Linked DNA regions of Mus musculus: regions 1 and 2 are each linked to region 3. A link is a contact called in public HiChIP or PLAC-seq and Micro-C data. All regions are on one chromosome and are shown on one strand. The core of a region is the stretch at or near the end of the contact, and the rest is flanking DNA. Distances in the headings are between cores, read along the strand shown. Region 1 has its middle 26 kb from the start of Gm41394. Region 2 has its middle 4.5 kb from the start of Gm33253. Region 3 holds the start of Slc38a1 (solute carrier family 38, member 1).

Region 1 (2,700 bases), core at 165-2,664, 950 kb after region 3:
CCAAGGAGAGAGACTTACTGAAATGCTGGAGGCTATTGTTCATGGAAGATTACCAGCCACGCGGGTTTGGTCCCCTACACAAGTTTGTTTGACCCAACTACACTGCATGTGCTTGATCACATGGAGGTAAGAAGTACCAGGCAGGAAATACGTCTGGATATATGCTTCCCCTAACCCCCATTGGGCTGGGTGAGACCGTACGAGGTTGCCTTTATAAGCCCCTGCAAAGTGTAACTCATCAGTATTTTCAGGGAAGCCCAGAATGGACCGAGCCTGAGTCCTTCATTCTGACCAGTACATAATTAAAGCTTGCTTCAAATTCAGCTCCAAACTGTAGTAGTGGTCTTATTCTCACCCAGTGGGATTAACAGGTGTCCCTTTATTCAAAACAAAGTGCAGATTAAAGGAGAACAATAAATGAAGGGGCTCGGCTCGGTCTTTTGATTTTAGGCAGTAGCTGTATGTGCACCACTGCACCACCGCATGGAAAAAGCCCGGAGGAGACATTAGCATTCTTCAGGGTAAGAATCGGCAATGCACAGATTTCCAAGGACAGGCATCGCGGTGGGAGATGTTCCTTAGATGCAAGAAGCCTTTAATCCCTGCGCAGATAGAACGGTGATCACAGCCAGGCTTTTAGGCTCTCCTTTGCTTACGTATTTTAACGTTCTTCTTTTTGAAGAGTGTTGTTACTTGGGGTCATCTTGCCCACTTGGCAGAATTTCTTGATAAGACCTTAGGGTTGAATTAATGGCCGACCAATAGTTGGAGATTGCTAACTACTAGGATGTGTCATAGGCAGTGGGTTTCAGTTACCATCTATGTAATCCAGGCATTTTGGTGTCTCCCCTCCTCTTCCTCCCGCTGTTTCTTTTCTTTTTCCTTCTTCTCCTCTCTCATCATGCATGCCCTTTCTGTCTTTCTCTCTCCCCTACCTCCTTTCCCCATGGCGACTTCCCTGACCCCAGTCCTTGGGGCCAGTGAACTTGCAGCTTCCCAATAAACCTGCCTTTAACATAATCTAATCTGGTTCGAATTGGCTCATTTCTCTGGCGACAGAAGAAGGAACCTATCAAATAAGGGTTTCTGGAGAGCCCAGTCAAACTGAGAACAAGACTTGGTGGGGGGGGGGGGGGGTAGGGGTAGGGGAGTGAGACAAAGGAAAACTGAGTCACAGAACAAATCCAGAGAGGAAACCAAGAAAATCAGCGCAGTGACACTCCTGACCTTAGCTAACCCAGTCTTATTTCTAGAGGTTGGGACTGTTGCTAGTCTAAAGTAGAGCTCAAGTGGTGGCTCTAAAGCCTCAATCTCTTCCTTTTCACATTTAACAGCCAGCCCTGCAACCAGTTCCGTTCCATCAGCGCCTCATTGTCCCTTTGTTCAAAGGAGGAAATTAAAGTCTAGAGAAGATGGGGCTAGGCCAGTGATGTGTTGTTTTTCTTCCTCTTCCATCTGGCCCTACAAGGTCATTAGAATACACTTTCAGCCCCTGCGGGGACATTTACATTTGAAGCAAAGTTAATTTATTTCCCAGCCTGGCAAAGGCCGTTTATTTTTATCTACGAACGTTCTGTACCCTCTCTTGTATTCTGACTGGCACCCCACTCCCTGTTCCCAGAAGGTCAGAAGAACCTTCTCTAGGCAGCGTGAGGAGGCTAGCCCTCAGAGAGGACAACAGCCTAAGGTTCACGCCAACACAAGCCTTGGAGCCAGGGAGGTTGGTTTCCTTTGGTACCCACACGAATAGTCCAAGCCTCCCTCCTTCAGGACGGTAGGCTGGCAGGCTCCCAAGGCCACTGGCCTCCCTGGTTCTTTCTAAAGATCTTCAGGAGGGTGGGGGTGGGGGATAGACCGATCTCTGTCTGGAGATACCCTTTGCATTTTTTTCCCTCTCATATGCAAAGCCTCTTGCTGATTCTTAGTCACCCTCTCTCCCCTGACTTCTGGGGTCCTGCCCCCAGTTGGCTGATTTTTAAAGAGCCCATAAAGGGTTTTGTTTCCCTACAAAAGAACAGTCTCTTCCTAGAACCACAGGTACACACAGCTGGTTTTTTGAAAGATCCTCTCTCCCAGCTCTGCCAAAACTGTAGACAAAGCTAGGAACTTAATACTATACCTTAGCAGACGGCAGTGTAGACCACTGCACAGCCATCCTTTTAAAGATGGGCTCTTACGCCTGGTGCATGAGATGGAAGGACAAGAGGGCCGGGCAAACATCAGTACCCTCTTTCGCACCTTTGTATCCTTTGAGTTGTAATCGAATAAAAATATCTTTAAGCATGTTATTCACCATTGGCCTTCTCTTCTCTTTGAGAAAGAGGGGCCAAGGGGTTGTGCAGTGTAGAAAAGAAAGCCCTAGCAACGGGAGGAGGGGTTACAGCTTGTAGATAGCAAGAGAACATGAGAGCCTCTGGGACAGCTATCCTGAGACATTTAGGGAGGGCCCTCTAAGTGTGATTTGGGGAGCATTGTGCTCTGCAATGGATTCCGTCCGGATGGGTCTTCTTGTATAGGGCGATATGTTCACTTCTAAACATCTCCAAACCTGAGGTTTATCCTCAGAAGTAGAGGGGGTACCATGAAGACACGCTGGCAGAACCCCTGAGATGTGTTGATAAAAAGATAAAGAGAGAAAGAATGTTTTATGGGGGTGGTTGAGATATGGGAGCAGGGGATGTCTCAGCAGGCCCATGCCAA
Region 2 (2,700 bases), core at 66-2,565, 540 kb after region 3:
AAAACAGAAATCCTAACATACACCCTTCTAGTTTCTCTTGTTTATTATTTATGGCTTTTATTTTATGTGTATGAACATTTTTGCCTGTATGTATACATGCATTCTGCTTGGATGCCCTATGCCCATGGAGGTTAGAAGTTGGATCCCTTGGAACTGAAGTGAAGAGCAATTGTGTCAGAGCCACCATGTGAGTGCTGGGAACCAAATCGGGTATCCTCTGGAAGAGCAGTCAGTGCGCTTAACTGTTGAGCCATCCCTCCAGCCCCTCCTTCTAACTTCTTATTAAAATGCTCGTGAGAATATGCAAAAAGGATAAAAACTGGCCCTGATGCTGTAAGCTGAAGAGGACAGGTCAAAGTTCAGATGGACTTTCCACTGACTGATCACCAACGGAGAATGATAGAGAAACAGGTTCTGGGATGACACAACATGATCATTTGAATCAGACCAGCAAGAACAACTCCAAACCAAGAATAAGGCTGGCTACCCCACTGCCTTTAACTCCAGAACTCCGGTGGGGCTGAGCAGGAAGAACAGCTTCCCACCTCTCTGAGATGGGCTCAGCATCGGAGGCAGCCAACATCCCACCCTCTCCTCTTCTTCCCAATCAGCAGATCTATTTCTATGTCCATTCAGAGATGATGTGCCCCAGTTAAAATTCAACCAGAAGCCGGTGGGGCTGGGTAGCAGTTTAACTAGTGCCAAGGAAGAGTGGGCTAAAAGGAAGGCCTAGAAACTCTGTGTCCTCCCTGTATACAATTTCATGGAGCTTCAAGTGTACAACTGTCAGAAATCTCAATCCCTTCCTGCAGATGCTGTCTCTGAGGTATCACACATGTCGCCTGTGACCTCCTGTGGATAGGTCAGACAGGAAACCTGAACGGTCCATGAGCGTGAGGCACTGAAGGAGGCTGGGGCCATATCACTTGCCTCGCCTCTGGGAAACTCAATTCTCCACCTATGAAATTAGTTTAGAGAATTCCAGAACAAGATATTTATACTGAAGACTCAAGGGAGGGTTTATTTTTCAAATCACCACTGCAAGTGCAAATAGAATAAGCCTTTATTTATGAAGCAATTGCTTCAACATCTTTACTAATGGAAACTTCTCAGGCCGGGTAGGTATTCTAGAGCCATTTCCTGGTTGCATCTTCTTAGGGCTATTTTGATTATGGCTTTTCACAGTAATTCTCCTATATACTAGATTAACCAGCTTGACTGCATCACCTTTGATAGGTCCTGTCAACTGGAGAGCTGCAGAGGTAATTTGTCAACTGCATGATGGAATGCGTTTTTAATTTGAAAGTAAAAGCCAAGTGGAAATCCCAGCCGTGTTCCATAATGCATTAGACACAGCACGGGCTGTTACCAGAGGGCTTTGTCCTGCTTTCTCCTCCATACATCATGTTGGAAGAATGGCTGTAATTTCCTAAGCTGTTATATTTGATTGTTATAGCAATCAAAACTGGTGCTACAGAGGCCCAGGGTCTGATATTCCCTTATAACCAAGAATCTGAACAAATGAAAAGGGATTCATTGGCCATGCTTACTTTACAGGCAACAGCAGCTCAGCTACAGTGTATGTACAGTTTACACACACAGAGATACGCACACAGACACACTGAGAGAGAGACACGCAGACAAACACAGACACACATACAGAGACATACAGACAAACACACACACACAGAGACACACAGATTTATACAGATACACACACAGACACACAGATACACAGAGAGATACACAAACACAGACACACACACACATACAGAGACATACAAATATATACACACAGAGAAGCACAAACACACAAAGACACAGGCAGAATACACACAGAGATAGACACACATGAACATATATGTACACACACAGACACACATGGACACATAGATAAATAGGCACATAGACACACACACACAGACACAGATAGACACACACATACAGAGACACACAGACAAACATACACACAGAGAGGCACACAGACACACACACAGAGACACAGGCACACACACACACATAGATAGACACACATGGACACATAAAAACTTTACAAGGTGGGGAAGAGATCTGTGAGAAGTGAGCCTGTGGGCAAACTCCTTCTGCTAGAAAAAAATAAAAACCCAAGTGTTTCATAAAAATGGTCATCAGGGGATTTAATATGTTAGAACTTCAGTTCCTGGGTAGAGGGCAAACTGAGGCCCAAGTTGAACTGGTGAGACGGTTGGGTCCAGGTGATATAGAGAGTGAAGGATGGGGCAGGCTGAGCAGGACCGAACAGGTAGGGTCTGTAAACCAAAATTCCTGGAAAGAGGCTGTGCCTGCAGAAAGCCGGTGAACAGATTAAACCCCAGTGACCGTGGAGAAGTTGGAACAGTGCAACTTTAGAGCCAAACTGCAGTTTCTCTTGGATGCTCTTTAGCCACCAAATAGCTACGCCTTGCCACCTGTGTCAGATCTTGGAAGCAGTGGGTAAAGCTGAAGCTAGCATCCTGGGAAACAGATTAAAAAAACAAACAAACCAACCAACCTTTGGAATGTGATAACTTAACAAAATCCTGATCTCCATCAACCAGGTGGTTTAAAATGCCCGCAGAAGGGCTGGAGAGATGATGGCTCAACAGTTAAGAGCATTGTCTGCTCTTCCAGAGGACCAGGGTTCAATCCCACCACCTACACGGCATCTCACCACCGTCTGTA
Region 3 (2,738 bases), core at 116-2,615:
CGCAAGGGTCCTGCGCAAGCAGTGGCCTTTTGTTCTCCCGCCCCACCGGACCAGGCTCTAGAGGAAGTAGCCTATCACTGGCTCTTCATTCGGGAGAGAGCCTCCAGAGAGGGAGAGGAAAGTGAGTCACTGCCAGCATCATCCCACTAACCGGAACGGAGACAGGGGCCGAGCCCGTGGAGGTGCAGCCAACGTGCACCTGTTTACCGCGCTGGGGAGCCGGTCTCCGAGGCTCCGCTGCCGGCCAGTCCCAAGATGCAGACTGATTCACTCCTCGGTGTACCTTATGCCCCTTACATCGCATGCTTGGTTCCTAATTCGCGAAAGTGACACCAGATCTGGTGGCACACTCCATCACCATAAAACCAGGTCTACAAAGTAAGGTACTGTACGCCACGGCGGTATCTGGAGTCCCTGCGTTCAGGGAAGGGCACCGGACTCCTGCCTTCTAGAAAGGCGCCGCGACGCTCTGCCCGTGTCCACGAGACATGGAGGCTGTCTGAGTTACCTCCTTCCCTTCCTGTTCAAACTCCCCTTCCCTCCAAGTCGCCGCTCCCTCTGCCCTCCAAAAGCACCTTACCTCGAGAAATAAAGGGAAAGGCGCCACCAAAGTGTCCGCCCTTCCAGGCCGTCCCCGGCAGTTAGATGTCCTTTTTTGTGTCAAGGACTAGCTAGGGAAAGGTGGCCCCAGGTCTGTAAGACTGGGCGGGGAGGATCCGCGTGGCGGGTTTCGGAGGAAGGTAAAAGGCCGGGTTACCGGCGACCTTCAGGAAGAGTGGCGTGGCCACAGCTCTCCTCCTCCTCCTCCTTTTCCACCACCACCTCCTCCTCCTCCTCCTCCTCCTCCTCCTCCTCCTCCTCCTCCTCCTCCTCCTCCTCCTCCTCCTCCCAGGGCTGGTTGCATCAGTTTCCCCCCACCCACACTCTGCCCGCCAGCACTTACATTCACACGCCCGGCGCGGAGGGGCTCCAACCTGACTCATTGGCTCCTGCGAGGCGCGTCGCCCTTTCTCTTCGGCAGTTTGGGGACGGGAGCGCGGCCTTTCAGACCATCATCCCTCCATGCCCGCGCGCCGGCGGAGTTGAGCTGTGTGCGGTAGAGCAGTGCGGGTCACATGCCGCTGGTCGCCGCGCCTTCTTGCTCCTCTTCCCCCCTGGGCTACCAGACCGCAAGGCGACCGCGGCTGGCGGACACCGAGCATCCAGGAAGGGCAGTGCGAGCGGATGCGCGAACAACGCGCTGGTGGTACCCGAGCATACGGAGGCTGCGGGCCTCCCGGCACCTGCCTGCGCCCTCCCGGGGCCTCAGCTGGGGCCACAGCTGCCGCACCCGCACCCTCGGGGTTGGAGGTGGAGCGGCTCACTCGCCCAGGCGGTGGCAGGGGGCCGTCTCTTGGGGTACGCCAGGGCCTCACCGAACGGAGTTGCATTGTGGGAAGGGAGCAGCGTGAGGGTAGCCCCGCGACCCAGGGGCGGTGGTGGACTACGGGACGCGCGGGGACACCTTTGGAAACCTGGACACCTACAGTCCCGCCCCCCCCCCCCCCAGAGCAGCTCTGGGGACCCCTTGGGACTCAGAGTGTGACAATAACCCAAGGGGTCTGCACCAATAGCCCTGCTGCCCCGGCCACGTGACTCTACCCTTGCTGGGCCTGGAAAAAGGAACAGGCTGAAAGCCATATCCGCCTCGGGTTACTTCTCCTGCCCCACTCTTTGTCTGAAGTGCAGCCCCTTAACTGACTGGCTGGCACAGTCGCTTCTCCTTAAAATGGCGACAGGAAATCCCACCTACACACCAGCCAATGAGACCACCACCACCACGGAGTCTGCCGCGTGGAAGCCTGAGTCCCTCTCATCCGGATGGCTCCTGTTTTGGGTCCGGCCGGAGATTCATCAGCCTGACCACTAATAAATTTTAACCAAGAGGATTTTATTCAGACACTGACGCCGAGATGGAATTCCGAATGTAGCACCCAGACACCTCAGCCAAGGGTTTACAAAGGCAAAGAATACAAAGCTTCAATCTGTTCTCTTGCAAGCTTGTTTACAGAAGCAGAACCAGCAGTTAAAAAAAAAACCATAATAATAATAATAATAAAGATTAACCCCTAGTAGCGCTTAACATTTGGAGGTCGAAATTTGCTTTAAGCACAGAGATTTTTAAACATAAAGTTAGCCATCAACATGTTAGCCATCACTGTTCCATCAAAACAAGAAATGGCGGTTGAATCATGATTCAAAAATGACTCTACCTGGAGCCTTTCAAGAGGCTGAGTAATGAATGCTGTTTTGCGGTGCTTACAGATTTTCAGTCTCCTCTGGGAAAGTGGGGGGCCAACCAAGATTTAAGCTTTTTAGTGGCTGGTATTCTTGCTCCCTTCCAATGGCCGTAAATGGTCGTGGTGAGTTAAACACTGGCTTCCAAAGAAACAAGTGGGAGGTGTGTTCTTGAACATGCCTGGAAACCGGAAGGTCACTGCAATCAGAAGGGCAGTTTCTTCCTCAAACACAGCATCTCCCCCCACCCCCCACCCCATTTTTTTTTTGTCCTGTTGCTCCTTCTTTGTGTGAAAAACTTATGTATTATAGTAACACTCTAAGTTTACACCGAAAGTCCATTCTTTTTACCTTTCTTCCTAGAGGAAGTCAAAATTTACGATTTTGTTACGATTATGACTGAATAAGTTACCCTGAATAGGTATATGGGCCAGTAGCAGACTCAATTAACCTGGACTAAC

What was found. Hi-C and Micro-C count contacts between places; a contact is called where the count stands out from the background. HiChIP or PLAC-seq counts read pairs in DNA pulled down with a chosen protein or histone mark.
Region 1: a contact with region 3 is called in a Micro-C map of embryonic stem cells, with 5 times the contacts expected there. The contact joins the enhancer-like site here to the promoter of Slc38a1 in region 3. A contact is called at or near these places in 2 of 39 promoter capture datasets (both in the 3T3-L1 cell line), 1 of 484 Hi-C or Micro-C datasets (embryonic stem cells) and 2 of 115 datasets of contacts at active chromatin or transcription factors (embryonic midbrain and embryonic stem cells).
Region 2: an H3K4me3 HiChIP or PLAC-seq map of embryonic limb bud shows a contact between it and region 3, with 3 times the contacts expected there. The contact joins the enhancer-like site here to the promoter of Slc38a1 in region 3. A contact is called at or near these places in 2 of 39 promoter capture datasets (the 3T3-L1 cell line and stem cell-derived epiblast-like cells), 1 of 484 Hi-C or Micro-C datasets (cortical neurons), 6 of 115 datasets of contacts at active chromatin or transcription factors (the NIH/3T3 cell line, embryonic hindbrain, embryonic limb bud and 3 more) and 1 of 9 other capture datasets (embryonic stem cells).

The regions. Positions count from the first base shown.
Region 1 is chr15:97,592,502-97,595,201 of GRCm38.p6, forward strand. No RefSeq gene overlaps it. Among named protein-coding and RNA genes, the nearest start is that of Gm41394, 26 kb to the right of the region's middle. Within about 2 kb of position 1,415, at least 19 of the 459 cell types and tissues checked have an H3K27ac peak or open chromatin away from gene starts, as enhancers often do. A contact at or near this core is called in embryonic stem cells, where this site is marked.
Region 2 is chr15:97,177,131-97,179,830 of GRCm38.p6, forward strand. No RefSeq gene overlaps it. Among named protein-coding and RNA genes, the nearest start is that of Gm33253, 4.5 kb to the right of the region's middle. Within about 2 kb of position 1,316, at least 7 of the 459 cell types and tissues checked have an H3K27ac peak or open chromatin away from gene starts, as enhancers often do.
Region 3 is chr15:96,641,548-96,644,285 of GRCm38.p6, forward strand. It overlaps Slc38a1 (solute carrier family 38, member 1), which reads right to left and starts at 1,366. Exons shown (of 16, transcript NM_001166458.1): 1 at 944-1,366.